Linked DNA regions of Mus musculus: region 1 is linked to region 2. The links are chromatin contacts, called in public Micro-C maps. All regions are on one chromosome and are shown on one strand. The core of a region is the stretch at or near the end of the contact, and the rest is flanking DNA. Distances in the headings are between cores, read along the strand shown. Region 1 overlaps Fto (fat mass and obesity associated). Region 2 overlaps Fto (fat mass and obesity associated).

Region 1 (3,054 bases), core at 57-2,556, 230 kb after region 2:
TTGGTCCCAGCGCTCCTTCTTCTCTGCCCTGGGCTTCTGAAGAACTTTTTTCTGAGACAAAGTTCTTGGCTTTCCCTTCGATTACATCACTTGGACATTCCAGAGTGCCCACGATCTCAAAAGCAGAGCTGGTGTTTGAATCACCTAGCATGTATCGATACATCATTTTATTTAACACGGTGTTTTAAAATTGTATTTAAAAGTCAGCTTCTTTCATCTCGTGTGCCCTTGGCTGGGAAACAGAGAAAGTCTCTTTTAAGAGGTGTTTTACATTTTATGGCTACTGAGAGAGAACACAGTTCTTTAATAGGTAGTATGTAAGAGCTCCACGTTACAGGCTTTCGGAGCGTAGAAGCTCTGGAGCAAGGCTAGTTGATAACATCTCTGAAGGGCAAAGGAGAGACTGTAAACCCCTGAGGTTTAGATGCCCTACCAGCATGCCCTAAGCCGGAGCTTTCCTCAGACCGTCTCATTCTCAGCTTGAGTCCGATGAGAGCTGTGCAGGATGGATCCCCTTGTCCTCTTCATGGTTATGGGCATGTAATATGTTCTTCATCGAGCCAGGCAATTGGCAGAGACGCCAGTGCATTTAAGACTCGAGTCTACTGGAAATGAGACTTGCACTCCTGCCAGAAATGGATGTCCACTACTATCACACATCTTGACTGTTTTTTTTTTTTATCCTGACTCTTAAAACAATAATATCAAACAACTCCAGGGGAAAAAAAGTTAAATGTTTCCATATGAAGAGCTGATTAAATTTGTATGGTTTTCTTTTCAGTAAAAATTGATACGTGATGAAACGCAATGCAGCTGCATGTCTGGCTGGGGCTGGTACTCCTGTGGCCTCTGATCTCTGCCAGGCTAAGGGCCAGGGCCTGACCATTGCCTTCCAGTAGCCTAGGTCTGATAGGCCCTCTCCTAAGGCACTGAGCACAGAGGCAGTGGTCCCCTGGCTTGGGTCATCTCCCTTGAGGCACATCATTCTCCTGTGTCACTTCTTTGTCCTCTCATAGGGCAGATGAGTCCACACAGAGTCTTGCGGTTAACAGTGAACAAGTGAAATTCTGTCGGGACTCCTTCAGTGGGCAGGAGCCTGGCTGAGGTTAGGGGAGAGATTTGTCATGGGGATGCTAATTTATTGGCTCATATTTCTGCAAAAGTCCTGGTGCCTGGCTTTTGTAGAGTATGATGCTGGGGTCTGTTATTTTGTCTATGTGCTGCTCCGACTTCTGTGAGTCAGTCCCCTTCCCATTCAGTCTGTCCTCTGGGTCACCAAGAAGTGGTTGCAACAGCTGACCCTCCATGTCCATCTCCTATGGGGAATTGAGGGCTACGTAGCATTCCTAGTACACCCGCTCACTTGCCTTGGTTTAACCAGGGAGTGTTCTCTGCCAGGATGGAGGTGACTGAGCTGTATGTGAGTTCTTGAGCTAAGACGAGATTTCCTGGAGGAAAACTGTGGCAGGGTAACCAGACAGCTAGATAGATGCTCTGTGACCAAACCAGAATGCCTTTCACCCACCAGAAAGGCCGTTCACCAAGCAGTCTGATCAGAATGTGAACTCCGAATCAGGAAACAGGAGTGAGAGAGATCTGGCCCATCTGGCCCATCGCTTCTATTCTCATTCTCCTTCAGATGTGAGCTCTAGGAGGAAAGTGTTTCCCCGTGATTGTCCTGCTGCACAGGCCTGAATTCTCTTTCCCAGAATTCAGAGCAAGGAAGAGGCTCTGCTGCTGCTGCCACCAGTGGCCAAAGAGGACAATGGAATTTTGTTCAGCAGTTTTTTGTTTTTTGTTTTTTGTTTTTTTGAGATGAACTCATATGGCCACTTTTCTGCCGAAAACCCATGTCTCTGTCTGTCCTTTCTGTGGGGGACACACCAGAGGCAAGGGTCCATCCAGGCTGAAGCCAGCCTCCTCCTATGCTCCTGCAACTGGACTCTGAGAGGGACTAGCATGTGCTCCCAAACTATCCCTGTCTCTAGGACTGGCAAGCATCCACTTCTCAAAATGTCTAGTTTTAAACTGAGTGTGGTAGCGCGTGCCTGCAAGTCTAGTGTTCTGGAGCCTTAAGGCAGGAAGAGCAAAAGTGCAGGGTTACCTGGGCTACAAAACAACAACAACAACAAAAAATGGGTTTGCTCTCTCTCCCCCAGTTTCTAAGGATCTGAGTCTGGAAAAATGAATAGGTGATGTTCATTCCAGGACTCTTTAAGGAAATTCCCTAGGCAGCCGTGATTAAAGGTCTCCCCACTTTGGGACTTCAGTTTTGTGACCAAGAAAAGCAGAAAAATTTGATTCGGCGTTCGTTAGGTTCCGGAAAGGTGGTCTTGTGCCACACAGCTGTCGCAGATCCCCGTTCTTCAAGCTGAGAGTTTGCTGTGGGCTCCCTCCCTCGAAGGCCCTCCCTGTCACCCCACCTAGGATTCCATCTGCAAACACAGCTCTCACCCAGAAGATTTCTCTTCAATTAAAATTTTACACCTACCAAATAAACAAGGGCAGTTTTGAAATGTAAATGCATCATTTTCATAGGCACCTTGCGCCAGCTCCACCTACCTGGAGACCAACCAACCGACAGACCATTTCTCCTTCAGCACAAAGCTGCATATAAGTTCCCTGCTTCCCCCTCAGTGTGGTTCAGCCCAGGGCCCCCGTACATTTAGATCCTGGCATGGATTTTTTTTCCCCTTTGCCTTAAACACTTTCTGCAGTTTAGTTATTTGTTGTAATTATCAAGTTCATTTTTCTCTAATAGATGTGATTAAGTATATTTAGCACTGTGTAATGAGTTTTCTGCCTGGTTGCATCTTAGCTAATAAGGAATTCCTTAGCGGCATCTCTGACAGCTGCCGCAGGTCCCAGGTCTGTGCTGCCGCAAGAGACCCCTTCCATGAACTGCTAGCATTAGAGAAATTAACTCCATTACACTAACCATAAAATTGAGGCTGAAATTTGATTACTAATAGATCCTCAATTCAGCTAGAAACTCCGGCAGCAGGGGAGGAAGGTGAGTGCGTGTGAGATCCCAGTGTCCATGTTCACCTCTGC
Region 2 (3,205 bases), core at 381-2,880:
TTTCTATGCCAACAATTTTATCATTTACAGAGCATGATCAGAATTAACTGACAGAAGACCAAACAGGCTAGAAATAAGTTGAAAGCAAGAAATACTTTAGTTGGGCCATTAGCTTATCCTCCGTGACCATAGGCAGCCTGTATACCGTATCTTTGCTTTGATTCTCTCATTTCCTACAGTTGGCATAACGCCCTCTGCTCTCCTGTGTCTGCTGAAAAATAAATGGGAACTCTTTAAAATACCTCTGCTTGTATTTATTTTCCTAGCCCCAAATAAATGTAAGGTGTGGTTATAATCACCCAGGACGCCTAAGGAGCTTCCGGTGTTGACGCCAAGATGAATTGTAGAGATCTTAAAGGGGCGGTTGTTACAAAAGGTTGTTACAAGTTAAGTTCTCTTGGACTTTGCCACTCATGCTTGGAGGACATACATGTATATTATATGTTATTTGTTTTTTCTAGACAAGAGTTTCTCAGTGTAGCCCTGACTGACTGTAGACTAGGTTGGTTGGCCTCAGACTCACAAAGATCCGCCTGCCTCCGCCTGCCTCCGCCTCCTGAGTGCTGAGATTAAGTACATTTGCTTGGAGCAGGGCTTTCTTTGTGAGTTCTAGCTCACTTTAAACACCTGGCACTTTGACGCTTCTGCCTCTGTTCACATCCATGTCTACCTATGGTGTGTGTATGGGTTTGGTTGCAGGAAGCAGTGACGAGAGGTTGTTTCTGTATAGCATCCTCCTGAGGAGCAGAGAACTGGGCTCAAAGCTAAGCTGTAGTGGCTTCCGAAGCAGTGTTACGGGCTAGCCTGTCAAGGAGTCCCACATCTGCCACATGTGGGCAGGAGAGGATCAGGAAGCCATGGTTAGAATGGTCCGTTTGTAAGGACAGACAGCTATAGGTGAAGCCAGAGACAGCCAGGAAAAAGGAAGGTGCCACCGTGACAACTGATGTTTAAGTGGAATGAGTTTGTGACCTTTCTGGCCTTGTGCTGGAAATCCAGTGTTGGGACAACTACTTTGTCTGCAGAAAAAGCCCAAGGTTCCTGGTGCTGATTTTCTTTCTGAGTCTCGTAGATCAGGCCAGGAGCCTGGTGAGGCCTAACACTTCTCCGGAGCCTTGGCTACAAATTGACTCAAACCAGTTTTTTGTTTCTTTCCCAGCACAGCAAATAGCTAAGCAGGTACTGTTTAAGTATGTGGTCAGTGCTGTTAACTCCCACTACCACTGTGGCACTGTGTTCATTATGGTCCTCTCTGGCTCCTGGAGCTCTAGATGCTACAATTTAGTCTCCACCCCCTGGTTCAGGCCCAGCTCCTGCCTCCCTGGGCTTTCTCAGTCATCTTCCTTATCTGGCCCTCCGACCTCCAGTCTTGGTTCCTTTGAACTGAACCATATTATAAATAGAGTTAAAACACAGGGCAGCAAATTAAACACTCTCTCTCTCTCTCTCTCTCTCTCTCTCTCTCTCTCTCTCTCTCTCTCTCTCTCTCACCAAAATTATGCCTTCACTGTGTTCCTGTCCTTCTCAAAAGCCTTTTGTGGCTGCTTATTACATTCAGGATGGAATCCAGACTACTCAGCCAGACTCTCTGGACCTTCCATAATCAGGGCACAGTCTATCATCCTCGCCTTATCTCCCGCTCTCCCCTGCTGAAGCCGACTGTTAGCCAGAGGTCTAATCACCGACGCTTGATCGGCTGCTTTGATTACTGACTTTTTAGCTCTGCCGCCCTTATTACCTGGCGAGCTGTTTTCTGCTTTCTTCTTCTCATCACCTTGGCACAAGGTTCTTCTCTCCTTTGTTCAGACTTCTTAGAGCACTGTTGACTAAGGCGTTTTTATTTTATTACCCGCATTGTTAGTTTTCTTTTCCCCTGTTTTTCATGTAGGCAGTATAAATATTTGTTATGGATTGATTGATCTGTTGATTCTGCGTGGCTCTGACAGCCACTTGCTGGGGAGAGGGGGATGGTGGAGGGTCAGCGTGGGGCTGAAGCAGAAGCCCGGCTCTGTGACTTTGCCCTTTTGATTTCTAGTGAAAGGACAAATTAACTATTTGCTTTGAGCAAACTAATGCAGTGTTTTGTGGATTTAGGGTTTGAAAAGGACCCTGGGAGGGAAAGCCTGGGAGTTGAGCTCTTAGCCTGTTTGCCAGGCTGGAGGAGCTCCACTCTGCCACAGCCTTGCCGTTTGCTTAAGTGAGGGTTGTGAAATCACAGTGGAATTTGTGGTTGCTTGCCAGCGAGGAGGAGGAGGAAGAGAGGTTCTGAGTAAATTAGACATGCAAATTAGTAGGGCATGGGGCTCTAACAAATTATACAAGAAGTCCCAAGAAGTCCATTTCATCTTCTGTCTACAGAGTGATGCTATGTGTGTGCACATGTGTGCATGTGCTTTGTATGTGTGCCTATGCATATGTGTGTGTGTGTGTGTGTGTGTGTGTGTGTGTATGTGAAGGCAGCTATTAATATATTTTCTTTAGAAGTTCTCAAACCTTTTGTTCTCCCAGCTCTTTTGTAGTAAAGTTTATTTAGAATCCCCAAACCTCTTGTTTCTGTAGAGGCTTGTCTCCAGGCAGTTACTATGTTTGGAAACAAACAGAAGAATCACAAAACAACTTTATTCATTTAATAATAGCAGTGACTGTGACTTTTTTATATAAAAAATAAGTTTTCCAATACAAAACTTTATCAAAAAGATTTACATATTAGCAAATCTTTTTATTGTCTAGCAAAACTGGGTTTTCATAGCTGATGTTGTACCTAGTTGTTCTACTGTTTTGTTCTGCTGTGTTGTTTTGGTTGAGGCTTATGAACAAAATCCAGTCTTCCTCAGGTCTTGAAGGGAGAGTGTTTGAGTGGGCTTCTTAGTGTTAAATCGTCATATTTTCCTTGATAATGTACTGAAACTTGACAAGGGTCAGCTTATTTTTTATTTTTATTTGTTTATTTTGTACAATGATAGTTTTTTAAATTAATAAATGATTGTGTAAATGGAGTACATTGTGACATTATGACTGGTACATATGTTGTGGGATGGTTAAAGGAAGCTCATTAGCATATCCATCACTTAATTATCATTTAGAACCTGGTTTTTTTTAACAACTTAGAAATTGTACATTGATGTGAGCTAGAGTCACCAGGGCTTACTCCTGTGTCCATCCAAACTTAGTAACTCTTTGACATTTATTTCTCCTTTCTGTCCCC

The links. Hi-C and Micro-C count contacts between places; a contact is called where the count stands out from the background.
Region 1: a Micro-C map of embryonic fibroblasts shows a contact between it and region 2, with 3 times the contacts expected there. The contact joins two enhancer-like sites. A contact is called at or near these places in 7 of 484 Hi-C or Micro-C datasets (adipose-derived mesenchymal stem cells, cortical glia, cortical neurons and 3 more) and 2 of 115 datasets of contacts at active chromatin or transcription factors (double positive thymocytes and kidney).

The regions. Positions count from the first base shown.
Region 1 is chr8:91,614,770-91,617,823 of GRCm38.p6, forward strand. All of the region lies in intron 8 of Fto (fat mass and obesity associated), which reads left to right. Among named protein-coding and RNA genes, the nearest start is that of Gm36325, 99 kb to the right of the region's middle. Within about 2 kb of position 1,307, at least 31 of the 459 cell types and tissues checked have an H3K27ac peak or open chromatin away from gene starts, as enhancers often do. A contact at or near this core is called in embryonic fibroblasts, where this site is marked.
Region 2 is chr8:91,379,716-91,382,920 of GRCm38.p6, forward strand. All of the region lies in intron 1 of Fto (fat mass and obesity associated), which reads left to right. Among named protein-coding and RNA genes, the nearest start is that of Fto, 68 kb to the left of the region's middle. Within about 2 kb of position 1,631, at least 87 of the 459 cell types and tissues checked have an H3K27ac peak or open chromatin away from gene starts, as enhancers often do. A contact at or near this core is called in embryonic fibroblasts, where this site is marked.